Linked DNA regions of Callithrix jacchus: region 2 is linked to region 1. Evidence: chromatin contacts called from public Hi-C data. All regions are on one chromosome and are shown on one strand. Each heading gives the region's core, a stretch centred on a gene start, on an enhancer-like site or on the middle of the called end of the contact. The rest is flanking DNA. Distances are from core to core; before and after follow the strand shown. Region 1 has its middle 12 kb from the start of SIX1. Region 2 overlaps LOC144577514 (a long non-coding RNA gene).

The links. Hi-C and Micro-C count contacts between places; a contact is called where the count stands out from the background.
Region 2: a Hi-C map of skeletal muscle shows a contact between it and region 1, with 4 times the contacts expected there. The contact joins two enhancer-like sites. A contact is called at or near these places in 2 of 3 Hi-C or Micro-C datasets (induced pluripotent stem cells and skeletal muscle).

The regions. Positions count from the first base shown.
Region 1 is chr8:95,369,908-95,373,632 of calJac240_pri, reverse strand. No RefSeq gene overlaps it. Among named protein-coding and RNA genes, the nearest start is that of SIX1, 12 kb to the left of the region's middle. Within about 2 kb of position 1,587, at least 2 of the 16 cell types and tissues checked have an H3K27ac peak or open chromatin away from gene starts, as enhancers often do. A contact at or near this core is called in skeletal muscle, where this site is marked.
Region 2 is chr8:95,956,971-95,960,695 of calJac240_pri, reverse strand. The region is part of intron 1 of LOC144577514 (a long non-coding RNA gene); the gene reads right to left. It overlaps LOC103795787 (a long non-coding RNA gene), which reads left to right. Exons shown (of 3, transcript XR_623412.5): 2 at 1,237-1,412; 3 at 1,919-3,703. Among named protein-coding and RNA genes, the nearest start is that of TMEM30B, 28 kb to the left of the region's middle. Within about 2 kb of position 1,960, at least 1 of the 16 cell types and tissues checked has an H3K27ac peak or open chromatin away from gene starts, as enhancers often do. A contact at or near this core is called in skeletal muscle, where this site is marked.

The DNA.
Region 1 (3,725 bases), core at 338-2,837:
ATTTTCTATGCATTGCTGATGTTATATAAACATAACATGCTTCCTCCTAAAGTCAAGTTCTTGATTTTAATTGAAGAATAATATTGCTCAGGGCTCTACCTCTGAGTACAAATAGCTAATCTAAGAAAATCAGTCCTGGGAATCTGGAACCAATGGCTATTTTCAAAATAAACAGACAAAATCTTCATAAAGAAGTCCAGGAGGATTATTTTACATACAGTATATCTCCTGATTTCTCTCTCTCTCTCTCTCACACACACACACACACACACTCACTCACAACTTTTATGGAAGAACTAAAAGGCAGAATGACAATACTGGCCCCTTACCATATTTCTACTTTCAAAAAAAATCAGTCTGAAGATTCTTCAAACAAAATCAGGTTGAAGATTCCCAAGCTGTTGTGCCTAACTTTTCCAGTATCAATATATCTTAGAAGCAAGTCCAGATGCATTTCCTCTTTTTCTTTCTTTAGTTTTATTTTCTAGAGAAGGGAAAGAGAGTAAAAAAGGGGAAAATAGAACTAAATAGAAAATAAAGATAGAATTTGAAATTTGTGTTGTAATGTTTAATAAGTGGCCATTAAACAGTATCTACAAAAACAAAGAACACCAGTATGCTGAACTTTCTGTCTTAGTTCAGCTAAGGCAAGAAGTAATTTTTAAAAAAAGTGTTAGGATTTTGTTAGAATTAAGTTAGAATTGAAATGAATAGGGAGATTTCAAACGCATTTGGATTTTTCAATACAGAAGGCAACATGGATGCTCAATATGATTGACTTAGGGAAGAGTTTGGGGAAGCAAAACACTAATTTACAGAAATTTCTTAGAAACTTCTGTTGGAGTAGAGATTTTTCTGTTTTAGTAGGATCAATCCCAACTGCATTGACACCCAGTCAAGAAGGAGATGTTGAAATCTGCATGAGTTCAGGGACCACAACTGGGGCTCCATCCAGTGGATAGGACGAGGTAACATGAGGATGCTTCATTCTCTACCAGTTTCCCCAAGTTCTAAGTCCTACTGAGATGAGAACCCACAAACTAAGAAATTGCAAGGTGGAGCGGATGTAAGATGTTCCTTTCAACTTTCATTTCATCATTTGGTGTGAAACGTGTGTTGAGTTTTCTAAAAACGTATTTTTAGTTCCCCTGGGTGACAAGAAAGAGTTAATTTGTTTGCTGATAGGTTTCGCGCTGTGGGCAGGTCTGCCAAAAAAGAGAGGAAACAGAGAGCAGCCCTATGATTAATTCTACCTGTTTTTCCCATGAGCGATCACCTGCTCCAGGGGTCATGAATAGCAGGTAGCTCTCCCTCTCCTGGGCTCTGAGAGCTTCGTTTGTTTGGTGACAGCTGAGTGACAAGGCCTGAAACTCGAGCCCATCGCCCGGCCTGATGTGGGGATAAAAACCCTGGATGTTCCCTCAAACATTTCAGGAAATGAAAGTTGTAACGCGATCCCTCCTGCGCCCACATCTCCCCCAGCAAACACAAAAGCTCAAAGGAGCCTTCTCGGATTGAATTCGGCCTGGAGTTGATGGAGGGAAAGCGGAGCCCTGCGCAGGCTGGGGGGAGGGCTGGGGCCGCGGCTGGCAGGCTTTCGGAGCCCGGGAAGGAGGAGGAAGAAAGCGGGGAGAGAGCCGGGCGCGTAGGCCTGGGCGCCCCTTGGGGCCAGCTTCGCTGCCACGCCCCCGGCGCCCTGCTCCTCCAGACAGCGTGGGCAGCTGCCATCGCCACGGTTAAATCATTTCTTTAGGGTCAACCCGGAGTGGATAGGAGAACCCGCTGCCTCCGGCCCTGTGCCGACCCCTGCAGACTAGCGCGGCCTCTGCTCTAAGGGCTTGGGCCGCAGGGCCTCGAGGCAGTGAGGGCCCAGAGTACCCCCAAGGGCCGACGCGCAGGCCCAGCACAGCCGTTGCAGCCCCTGCTTACTCGCGTGGAGGTGCCAGGACCCGAGGCCAGCTCTTAGGCCGAGGCATCCTTCCGATCAGGCCCCGCGGGCTGGATCAGGATGACTGCGCCCAGCTCTGGCGTCCACAGCTGCTGGGATCCTGAGGCCAACCGGCTTGGGCGCGTCGGCCTCACTCAGCGCTCTCGCGCTCGGCGGCCCCCATCAGTCAGCAGCTTCCCTCTCTGCCTGGGAGCCTTGCCGGCACTGGGGGGTGGGGATGGGGGAAGCTCCCAGCGGGTGGCTGAAGGTGGGGTGGGGGTGAGGGTCAAGGGAGTAGGGGAGATGAGAAACTGGAGCTCTGACTCCCAAGCGGCCATCCCTGCGTAAACCGTAGGCGCCTGCCAATCACCACGCCTGGTGCAGGCACAGCCTAGCCGTAGGTAGGAGGAAGTAGACCCAGGGACCCTCGAGGCGAGTTTTTGTCCTTAACCCAAACAGCTGCGACTGGTTTGTTTTGCTACAGAATTTTCTTTTTAATTTCCTCTTGTGTTCAGAAATCTTTCTCAGACATTATCAGCCCCATCTCTCTCCTCAACCTTCACGGATGATTGTTTTATCTTTCTTAAACGTAGAAACACATTGTGGAGAGAATTGATGGGGCGATGTCACAGATGCATCGCTGGCACAAATTGCGTTGGTTTGAGCAAAATTAACTAATCTCTCTGAGCCTTGATTTCCTCATCTGGAAAATAGGAACTGCAATATATACACTGCAAGGGAAGCTTAAAATGAGCTAAAGTTGAATGTAAAGTGTTTAGCACCATAGATGCTTGATGAATGGTAGTTATAACATGCTTGGAACCTCCTTAGACTGCCACAAAGCCGCCTGGGAAAATTCCTGTGATGCTGGTTTCCAGTGAGGGCAGATTATGGCCGTTTCCTCCTTTTGTCTGGATCACGAAAAGAAACGCAAATTATTCTACGGAGACTTAGGGCTTGATTAGCCTTTGGGGGTAGTCAAAGTTGTAATTTATTTCTTGAAGCTTGGAGTCTAGAATCTGGAAGTTTAACTCCAGTAATCTAATTCTGAAATAATATTTAAATCTGTAATGCTTGGATCTTGTTATTGCTATTGCTATTCCTCATGATTTGAACTCTTATGTAAATGCCATTATATATGGTAGAATTCCATTGATAAAAAATAAAACCCACTTAAATGTGACGGAAAATGACAAATTACTTAGAAGGGGAACTAAAGCATTCAGCTGAGTAGAGAATTTAAGGCCCCACCTAAATGTGTCAACATAAGTGTAGAATAAGAAACTACTTTGAAGATTTAATGTCTTGCTGATGTTAACACAGTGCTGGATATAATGGCACCTGATAAATATTTTTGAGTAAATGAATGGGCTGCTGAAATGATGGAGAGTCTTTAGATAGAACACAATTCCCAGAGTTGGAATTTCGCAAGACCCTCCTGGGTACATTTCTTCTCTTGTGACACTCTAATGATCACCAGGAATGAATAGCTCATTTTGACATATAACACATCCTTCTCTTATTTCAAGGACTTTCTCATTCAGGTATTATTGAAAGCAAAATGCATAGCTGAAATTTTCTTGGGTAAAAGTGGGAGGGGAGAGAGGAGCAGGAGAGAGTACTTCTGGGATTGTGTTGGGACTGTTTCTCCCTAGAATGACTCAGTGATAGAACCAGATAACTATTAGTAGGAGGAACAACCCCAGCACAAGTAGATATGAAACTTAGAGAGTAGGTGGAGTATGCCTGTGGTAGGTGTCTTTAAGGATGGATCTTCATGCACTGCAATCCCTTTGCA
Region 2 (3,725 bases), core at 711-3,210, 590 kb before region 1:
AGCATGGTTTTTATCATGACTTTTTCTGTCTTTTAAGATTTGAAAGGCATAAATTAATTTTTCAGTTAAAAGCTTGTTCTTTATTTTCTTGAGAATTTGGAGAATTTTCTGGTATGTTAGCAAACAGCTTTTAGAATCACTGATCTATATTCAAATAATAAAACATCAGAGAGACTGAAAGAACCCTGAGAATAGAAACATAAGTTTTTCAGTTTCTTACACTCCTCAGTGTCCCCCATACAGTTTTGGACATAGTAGAAACTCCATAAATATTTGTCGAAAAAAGAAGGAAGGAAGGAAACATTTGTGTACATGTTTGCCTCCCTTTAATAATTACACCTGTGTTCACTGAGCATTTACTATAGGCCAGCAACCACTATGCTAAGCACTAGCCATATATTATCTCGTCGAACCCTCCTAGTAACGCTGAAGTGGACACTACAAGGAATTTAATTTCACAGAGGAGGAAACTGGGGCTTAGGAAATTTGGAAAACTTGCACAACATTGCCTAATTAGGCATAGTCAGATTAGAAACCAGTATAACTAGGCATTATATGAGAGGCAGAGAGTTGAACCACCAAGCTCTGCCTTTGCCGTGCCCTGAAACACGGTGTGTACAGAGGACACTGCAAAGCTGAGCATATTTTAATGCATCAGGGTATATGCTGCGTGCAGGGGAACTTTTTTCAAAAGCACTCGCACTCTTCCCACCCCCCACCCCAATTAAGGACCTAAAAATTCTGAATATATGCAGCCGAGGGGAAAAGTTCGGCAAGGTGTGTCAAGTTTTCTCTGAATGTTTTTGACCCCTGCTGACCTATCTCAAACATATATCCTTTCCAGGAGTTCTGAAAACTCAGTCTTGAAGTCCATCCTATGATTTCGGGTCTATGAGAATCATGTCTCACATATCCCTGCCTGTGCACAGATAACGTGGAACACTGGCAGGCAATTAGATAGAAAAGAAGCAGTTTGGCTGTTAGGCTGTGAAGCTGCTCTTAGAACCTGTGTGCAGAACATATGGAGCTCTTACAAAATTGCTCAACATAAGTAGCAAAGTGCTGTAGAAATGGCACCGTCCGCAAACGATGTTTCTCAAAACCTAAAAAAACATATCTTATGGGGTTGGTTTTCAATCTCAAGAGTTTAAAAGGTGATTCTGAAACAAAAACAATTTTTCTTCTCTTCCAGAAGCACCACTGTAAAACAAAAAAAGTGTATTCTGTTTTTCTTAGTGCAGAGCCGTGCTTGTTTGCCGTCATTCATCCAGCAGAGGTCTCTCTTGCCCACCATATGCTTGTGTGTGTGTATTCAGTACCAGGGGCGGGACTATGAGGCTGCAGAATGAAGAAATACGGACAAAGACTTCAGGCCTGAGGGACTAAGGAGAGAAGAATCTGTGGCTTCGGAGGTAGGATTGCAATGTTTGAGAAATGTAGACTTTAATAATGACTGTGTATGGACAGTAGGCTTCAAGTCTGTACTTTAAACTTCTTAAATTTGAATACATCGGTCACTTCTTATTGCAAAATTATTAGTTTTACTTGTGCTGTTAAACTTGCATATACGACGTGTCTCCTTTCTTTGTGTCATTATCAAACTGGGCAAATAGGGAAAGGGGAAGTCACATTGCCTCTGTTTCCATTTGTCCAGGCCACTCTCAGCCAGATATCTCATCCTAGAGTTGAGCTTGGCCTCAGTGAGTGCTCTGACCTTGGCAGAGCAATGGTGGCCTAACCCTTGGTGCATCTCAAGTGATTGTCCACTAGGGGTGGAAGTTAGTCCTTAACTTTAGCAGCTTCCTCTGTCAGAAACTCAGAGTAAGTTCACGTGGGTATTGGGACCAGATCTCAAATCTGTGAATGCATGGGCAAGGTGTGCTGGGGAAAGTCACTGTCTTCCTTCCTCCCCACATAGCAGGGCCTTCTCCTGAAGCCACAGGACAGACCAAGGAGGAATCATGCTGCCCCATGGCCAACTTCTGATATAACACCAAAGAAGGCAGGTGTGGGTTTTCCATACTGAGGAAGGCAATCTGGTGAAGATGAAGCTGCATCAAAAAAGACACATTAAAAATAAGACCCTCATACACTGTTGGTGGGAATGTTAACTAGTACAATCACTACAGAGAATGGTTTAGAAGTTCCTCAAAAAACTAAAAATAGAGCTACCATCTGGTCCAGCAATCCCACTGCTGGGTATGTACCGAAAAGAAAGAAAATCAGTATAACAATTCTGCATGATCTGCACATGTACCCCAGAACTTAAAATATAATTAAAAAAAAAAAGAAAGGAAATCAGTATATCAAAGAGATATCTGCACTCCCAGGTTGTTGCAGACCATTCACAATAGCCAAGATTTGAAGGCAAACTATGTGTCCATCAACAGATGAAAGGATAAAGAAAACATGGCATATATACTCAATGGAGTACTATTCAACCATAAGAAAGAATGGGATCCTATCATTTGCAACAACATGAATGGAACTGGAGATCATTATGTTAAGTGAAATATGCCAGGCACAGAGAGACAAACTTCCTATGATCTCTCTTATTTGTGGGAGCTAAAGATCAAAACAATTGAACTCATGGAGATAGAGAGTAGGAGGATGGTGACCAGAGGCTGGGAAGGGTAGCGGAAGGTAAGTGGGATGGTTAATGGGTAAAAAAAATAATTAGAAAGATTGAATAAGACCTAGTACTTGATAGCACAACAGGGTGACTATAGTCAGTCACAATTTAATGTACATTTAAAAATCACTAAAAGAGTCTAACTGGATTGTTTATAACACAAAGGATAAATGCTTGAGGGGATGGATACCCATTTTCCATGACGTGATTATTATGCATTGCATGCCTGTATCAAAGTATCTCATGTAACCCATAAATGTATACATCTATTATGTATGCACAAAAATAGATATACCTATTATGCACTCACAATAATTTAAAAAATAAAACAACCCTTTTTGACTACTCTAAACCTCTCAGCGGCTGAACACTGATATTTAAATTAAATATTTAAAAGATCCACTTTCACTCTGCTTCCTTTCTATCTTTTAAAAAATATATTAGCCTTTTTAAAATGATTTTATTTTTTGGAGAAGTTTTAGGTTTACAGCAAAACTGAGCAGAAAGTATAGAGAGTTCCCATATACCTTCTGCCCCACATGCATACAGACTCTCTCACTATCAACATCCCCACCAGAGTGGTACATTTGTTACAACTGATGAACGCACACTGGTACCCGAGGTCCGTAGTTCACCTTAGGTTTCTCTCTCAGTGTCCATACATTCTATGGGTTTGGACAAATTGTATAATGACATGTCTCTACCATTGCAGTATCATACAGAGTAGTTTCACTGCCCTAAAAATCCTGGGTTGTCCACCTATCCATTCCCTCTTCCCCCTAACCTTTGTCAACCACTGATCTTTTTACTGTCTCCATAGTTTTGCCTTTTCCAGAATGTCATACGGCTGGAATTATACAGCATGTAGCCTATTCAGATTGGTTTCTTTCACTCAGTAAAATGCATTTAAGTTTCCTGTGCATCTTTTCATGGCTTAATAGCTCATTTCTTTTTATTCCTAGATAATTTTCCATTGTCTGAATGTACTATGGTTTATTTATCTATTCACCTACTGAAGGGCATCTTCATTGTTCCAAGTTCTGGCAATTATGAATAAAGTTGCTATCAACATTCATGTGCAGATTGATTGATT